Regions from separate parts of the Xenopus tropicalis genome. Here region 1 is linked to region 2. Evidence: chromatin contacts called from public Hi-C data. All regions are on one chromosome and are shown on one strand. Each heading gives the region's core, a stretch centred on a gene start, on an enhancer-like site or on the middle of the called end of the contact. The rest is flanking DNA. Distances are from core to core; before and after follow the strand shown.

Region 1 (3,588 bases), core at 1,076-3,575, 240 kb after region 2:
GAAAGGTGAAGATCCTCTTGAGCGTCGGCTTCCTAGCAGATGCTTGAAGGTTTTGTGACAAAATAGACTGCTACTTAGCGCTATTCATGATTCCATCCACCAGTTCCAGCTGATGAAAAGCAGCCCCAAAGCTTGATGCTGCCCCCACCATACTTCACTGTGGGTATGGTGTTCTTGGAATTATAACCAAATAGTTCAACCTTGGTCTCATCAGACCATAATACATTTCTCCACAAGGTTGTGAGAGACCGGCTATACATTTTGCAATGGTTTTTTTTTTTTTTTTACTTTGTTAGTAAAGGCTTTCATCTCTCTACCCCTCAAACCAAACATATGAAGAATACGACTGATTGTTGTCACATGTAGGGAACAACCAGAACTTGCCAAGAAATCCTGCAGCCCCTTTAAAGGACAAGGAAAGTCTAGGGAACATACAGGCTTCTAATAAAAGCTTCACATTAATACCTTAATGCGGACCTGGCACCCTAAGAAATTATTCCAAATTGTTTTCTATTGTGTTTGTCAAATATAATAAACCACTTACACTATATAAATTATTTTCATTGTATTTTCTTCAGCCTTGGAATTCAGCTGGGAATTTAAATGCATTTATAATGGGTATGGATGTGCTTAATAAAAAATGAGTTTGGGTTTCATGTTTAATTTGAAAAGGACTTTTATTATACAGCTTTTTATGTTTGGGTAACAGGTCCTCTTTAAGCAGTGCTTAAGACAATGCATCATCCATATTAATTGGATCATGCAGGGAAACATGGCGGCATGGTTCAAATTCATGGCCTGCTTACTGCAGGCAGTCGTACTTTGGGGTAGCACTTTTTATTTAAAAAAAACTAGCGATTAGGTTCAGCTCCACATACTTTATTAGTGGGATAAAGACTGCAGAATAGGGTTTTGTTGTCCTTTAATGTTGCTGTAGGCCTATTGGTGGTCTCCCTGACCATGATTATCAATCTTGGAGGGACTAAAGCTCCATAGCTTAAAAACAAATAACTAATAATAATGAACGTATGGTGGGGGCATATAGTGGAATTCTGTAAAGATTACAAAAGCCAGGCCATAAAGAGTCTGCCATTTATGAGAATTTGAGCCTTAAAGTGATACTGACACCAGAAATCAAACCTTTTATAACATTGTCATAACATTGCCTTTGCATGCTATTTATAATTTTGCCATAAAAGTATTTGTCCAAGCTTTTACATTCCCTATCTGATCCTCCATGTTCCTCTATAAGGGGGCGGCCATATTTGTCCAGCAGGGGGCCGTTAGCATTAGAAGCTGTAACTGTCAGGCTGAGAAGGGACAGTCAGGTTGGCAAAACAGTCAGGTTTTGGGATTTCAAGTAACAATTACTTACAAAAGCAAACCTATCAGCAAAAAATGATCAACATGACCTATAGGCAACTTTTTATGTAGATTCATATTTTAAAAAGTTGTTTTTTCGTGTCAGTATCACTTTAAGGCGGCCATACATGGGCCGATTCTAGCTGCTGATATTGGTCCCTTAGGCCGATTCAGCGCTAATCTACCCGTGTAGGGGTAAAAACGACAGGCCTGCCCGACAGATATCTGGCCTGAAATCGGCCAGATATCAATCGGGCAGGTTAAAAAACTTAGTCGGACTGGGGACCACATCAGCTCGTTGAACCGACTGCGCCTATTACCGGCGTTCTAATTCCATCGTTTGGCTGTGGGGCCACTACAAACTACGGTTTGTATATTTTACCCATTCTCCCAAATTAGCAAATAATTTGTCCATAAATTGTAAAAAATATAGCTGGAGTTTTCCCGTAAAACATTTGCCCTGGAACTCAAGATAACTAACGGTCGGTTTCTGAGTGACAGCTGCTGTTATCTAAGTCCTCTATGAAGCAGAGAAAACCCTGCCGGCACTGGCGCCCCGAAACTTTCTACTACTGAACCAATAGGGAACCTGCACACTTTAGAGTTAAGGAAGAGCAAAAAATGACTTTGGTGAACTACACCCATTAGCTTTTCCTAAAGTAACCCTTTAGCTGACCCTAAATTGGGACAAACAAACTCCATATTTGGAGGAGACTCTGGGGCAGCAGTTACTCTCAGCAAAAAATTAATGTCTTTCTTTCCTGACACAAGTAGGAATTGAGAGCATAAACACCTGAACAACTTATCACCTTTTGGCAGCTATCTGGGCATTGCCCGCCAAAATAACATAAGCAGCACACGTATGGCTTTCAGATAACAATTCATGACTAATGTTGGTCACACATTAGAAGCTGACGTTCTGCTAATTGCCAACGCAGCTATGACCACCATCCCACCCCGCCAAGTGCCGGAACCCAGCGGCGCCGCGCTTATATAGGCGTAGTGTGACGTCCCAGTATCGCGGGATTTGCGAGGCGCGGATTGGCTGCGCGGAAGGAGTCGCTGCTCACACTGAGCGCTGTGTTGGTGTGTATAAGTGCAGCGGCGACTCACTGATTTTATTATTCGCTTCTTGTTGTGACTGTCCTGAACCAAAACAACAACAAAAAGAAACAACGTCAAGAAAATACAACTTTCGTTGTTTTTAGTATTGGCAGCTTTCCTATAATGTTGGCACGTCTTCTCCCAGCACTGAATGTGCCTAATGGATAAATACATGCGCTCCAGCCGCACAGCGGTGCAAAGCCTTCCGCAGGGCTGCATAGGGCTCCTGTAGAGCTGTATTATTACACAATACCCAGCCCATGGGGAAGCGTTATGTTGGAACAGTCACCTACATTATTGGCAACACTGGGCTGTGCAGCTGAGCCTTTCACTTTAGTTTTGTGTGTGAAATAACAATTGCAAATTGAGCTAAAGGCCAGGGGCTCTGGCTTTGACCCTTTGGGGCACACCTCCCTGTCCTGCCTATATGCTGAGGTGGGTGGGGAAGGTTAATGGGGCAGGAGTAGAACCAGACCCCACCGGCAGACCCTGTGCCCCCCCATGTTTAGCCGTAGGGAGTAAATTTGGGGAATGGGTATGATGCCGCTTTCCTTGTATGATCCGTGCCAGTAACAGCAGGCCTATACCTGAATGTGGTGCAGCCGGCTACAGCATGAACGCAGTTTCTGACCCAAAATACATAGAAAATGCATTTATTTTTATTCCTCTCTAAGTCTGGGCCAGTGAGCATGACTGAAAATGTTTTTTATTTAATTGTAACCTAAGTGCAGAGTTAATAGCCTGGCTCTACACCCCACCATGTTCAAAACTGCTGTCTTTTGTTTCTTCATAACACAATCCCTCTCCCCTCAGGTTTCTTTCATCAAGTTCTGTTACTTACCGGCACCCTGGAGCAACCAAGCCTCGATGGGGTTTACCTTAGTGGTATTGAATATGACTTTTACCAGCTCATATCCACGGAGCTGGAGCACTTTCTGCATCAAGGAGACCTGAAAAAGTGAGTAACGCGTGAGGCCATCACAAACTCAATGGTAATGCTCTTTTCTAGGCATACAGGTATGGGATCCCTTATCCGGAAACCCATTATCCAGAAAGTTCTGAATTATGGAAACGCCATCTCCCATAGACTCCATTATAAGCAAATAATTCTAATTTTTAAAA
Region 2 (3,596 bases), core at 1,066-3,565:
CACACAGCCCCTTACTATGGCGTTTTTCAGCCTAGTACTAGTGACGTAGCAAATCCCGTTTCCATGGTGCTAATAGTGCAAAATAGGAAAAAACGTGGCGTATTTCCGCTAGATCTGGCAGCTGCCTTTGTGTATACATAGGAATAGCTTGCTTTGCAAATACTGGCGTATTTCGGCCAACGCTTGAAAAATCCGTGCTAAGGCGTTTTCTAGCGTATTTCCGCATTGTGTGGTTTGCTTCGAGTCTTTTCAAGTTATTTCTATGGATGATGATATCAGGCGTTTTTCAGCCGCCGAGAGAATTAGAAAATACGCAGCGGAAAAACGCCTCGTGTGGCATCAGCCTTAAACTCATTCTAGACCTGATATGGCCCTGTTGTTTTAGGTAGGGATGCACCGAATCCAGTATTCGGTTTGGGATTCGGCCTTTTTCAGCAGGATTCGGCCCCATCCACGCCTCTGGCTGAACCAAATCTGAATCCAAATCCTTAAAATCATGTGACTGTTTGTCAGAAGTTTAAATTTTTTCACCGTGCACAAAGTGTGATTCTCTTTAAACCTTCCATTTCCTAATTTCCAAATTTGGATTCGGTATTTGGACAAATCTTTCACAAACGATCCTAAAATTGTGGATTTGGTGCATCCCAAGTGTTAGGGTCACTGAAAATCAGTATTTAATACTATTCTGTGTGCAAGAGGCCACCAACAAAACCCTTTCTTTTAACCTCAGCCTTAGGCAATCTGTGACCCTGTCATGAACTACAAACTATATTTATCATGCTGTGTAAAAAGCAGTGTACAGCGTTACCAGCGATGTTGCCCAGGGCAACCAATCAGCAATTACATTTCAACAGTTAGAAAACCAAAGCAAAGCATCTGATTGGCTGCTATGAGCAACTTATACCCCTTAGGGTCATGTGTACTAAGATTGGAGATAAATATCACTAGTGATGTTGCCCATAGCAATAAATCAGCATTTAGATTTGAACTGTCACCTAAAAGTCAGAAATCAAGAGCAAGATCTGATTGGTTGCTACTGGCAACATCACCAGTAATATTTATCTCCAATCTTAGTAGTCTTCAAATATTAATTGAATACTGGTGTAGGGATCCCCAGACTTGAGCCCCTTAGATGGGTTCCCGTTAGGCACTAGAGGTTGGATTTTTTGAGTTAGACACCTAAAGGTGGTCCTAGGTAGGATCACTTGGTGGGAGTACCGTGGGTAACCCAACAGGAGAGAGGTTCTCTAAGACTGAAGTTAAGGAGACAGTGCCCTGATGAATGTGTTCCACTCCTGGAGAGGTCTGCCCTGAATAAAGAGATTCATCTCGTTCACTATACCCACTTGTGTCTGTCTCTTTCCTATCAAGGGATCACCTACTGGCCGGTAAGCAAATACCCCAAGGGAGGGGCAAGGTGCAGGGAGTTGTGTGGAGTCCCAGTCAAGGATTAACGTACAATATCAAGTTCCCAGGGTTGTGAGTTATGGTCTCACAGTATCACCCCTGGGTGGAGGCCCACCATTGAACTGTACAGCACCTGTCCCCCATAGTAAGCGGGGCTCAGGACTCCTATAGCCAGGGGCGGCCAAGCCGACCGGCACCCTAGGCAACCCGGTCGGCCAACTCAGCCCACCTCCCCGCGCATGCGCATGCCAAAGCACAGGAGGCAGTGCAGGGGGGGGGACGATTAGATCGGTCATTGCCTCCGCCGCTAATGACAAGCGGCAGAGGCAATGACAAAGTAGCACTAGGGGTAGGCAGGAGAGGCTCCTGCCTGGCGCCCCTCAATCGTTGCGCCCTAGGCAGCTGCCTCTTCTGCCTACCCCTAGTTCTGGCCCTTCCTGTAGCGCCAAAGTAATAGCAAGTAGCAGCACTGCCAACTAAAGTGGGCTACACTGGGAAATGGAGGGACTAAGGTTACCAAACTCAAAAGTTGTCAAGCGGGTCACTAATCCAACATCACCCAAACTGATCCCTATACCTGTGCCCAGGCCTTGTAAATAAGTGTCCACTCCGTCACAGAGAAATTAAATCTTCAAATACATCTATAAGGTATATATCTCATTTAGTGAAAGTTATATATATTAGCCAAGAATAGGTTTTTTACATAATTGCCATAGTTATGCATGACTAGGTGTAATAGCAGCAGCAGCAGCAGCAGCAGCAGCAATAACATGAGCAGTTCCAAATCATGCCAAGGCCGGCCATATTAGTACACTCACCGTCGAACATTCAAACGCCGGCGATACATCCGTAGCACTGACTTCATTCAAGGTGTAGAAAGATGGCGGCGCGGATACAGGAAAGCGGAAATACCTATTTTTTTTTTATCTCACTTATTTCCTGTAACGATGGCGACTAAGGCGTCTTGGTTGTTGCTTCTGCTCCTTGTTTCGCTGAGCGCTGCGGATAATGGCGAAGGTGAGATGCTTTAGGCTTCAGCTGTGGGGTTTTACCTGCTGGTTTTGGGTGGGTTTAGATGCCTCAAGGCAAAGCTTTATGGGACTGATGCGTGTACCTTCCGCCTTCCGCCCACCAGTCTCTGTCACTATCGTCATTGGCTCCCGGCCTAGATACACTCTCACAGCATTCGGGCTTCTTGTTATTGTGGGAATGAAATAGGTTGTGTGGGGTTTCCCTTGTGCTCATTCTCTTTTCTCTTATGTGTTTGCTAATGGCACCTGTATTCTAACTGGCACTTCCTTTACCAATTAATGGTATCTCATAGAACTATAAACTGGTTTTACACAACCTTGGCTCACAGCAATGAGAGGTTATGCCTTAATGGCACAGTAAAGGTGCCTGTCACCCACATTATTATTATTAATAATCAAGCAATCAATAACTGATACAAGAGGTGAAGCACATATAAAAAGATATGTAATAAAAGTCCTTCAGAAATTAAGCATGTAACCCAAATTTTTTAATTAAATCATCCATACCTGTTATAAATAGACTTAAAAATCTGAGCTGTCAATCATATATTGCCTGCCCCGCCTCTATGCCTCCGGCATAGAGGCGGGGCAGGCAATATATGATTAACAGCTCAGATTTTTAATTACAATTACTTTAACTTTCCATTCAGCACTTCCTAGATATCACCTAGATGGCAGATTTTGGGGTGAAACAAAGCTTGCCTTAAAGGAACAGTAACACCAAAAAAGTGTTTTAAAGTAATTGAAATATAATGTACTGTGGCCCTGCACTGGTACAACTGGGGTGTTTGTTTCAGGAACACTACTATAGTTTATATAAATACGCTGCTGTGTAGCCATGGGGGCAGCCATTCAAGCTGGAAAAAAGGAGAAAAGGCACAGGTTACATAGCAGATAACAGATAAGACACCATTGTATTCTACAGGGTTTATCTGTTATCTGCTATATAACCTGTGCCTTTTCTTCTTTTGAATGGCTGCCCCCATGGCTACACACCAGGGTTTATATAAACTTTAGTAGTGTTTCTGAAGCAAACACAAAACTTTTACCAGTGCAAGGCAGCAGTACATTATAGTTTAATTTCTTTGAAATATATACATTTTTTGGTGTTACTGTTCCTTTAAAGGAACAGTAACACCAAAAAATGAAAGTGTATAA

What was found. Hi-C and Micro-C count contacts between places; a contact is called where the count stands out from the background.
Region 1: a contact with region 2 is called in a Hi-C map of brain, with 2.6 times the contacts expected there. The contact joins the promoter of r3hcc1 here to the promoter of tgoln2 in region 2. A contact is called at or near these places in 2 of 5 Hi-C or Micro-C datasets (brain and neurula embryo).

Annotation. Positions count from the first base shown.
Region 1 is chr3:127,054,470-127,058,057 of UCB_Xtro_10.0, forward strand. r3hcc1 (R3H and coiled-coil domain-containing protein 1) reads left to right here and starts at 2,326. Exons shown (of 8, transcript XM_012959437.3): 1 at 2,326-2,448; 2 at 3,280-3,424.
Region 2 is chr3:126,815,768-126,819,363 of UCB_Xtro_10.0, forward strand. tgoln2 (trans-Golgi network integral membrane protein 2) reads left to right here and starts at 2,316. Exons shown (of 4, transcript XM_002932550.5): 1 at 2,316-2,424. The coding sequence starts at 2,355.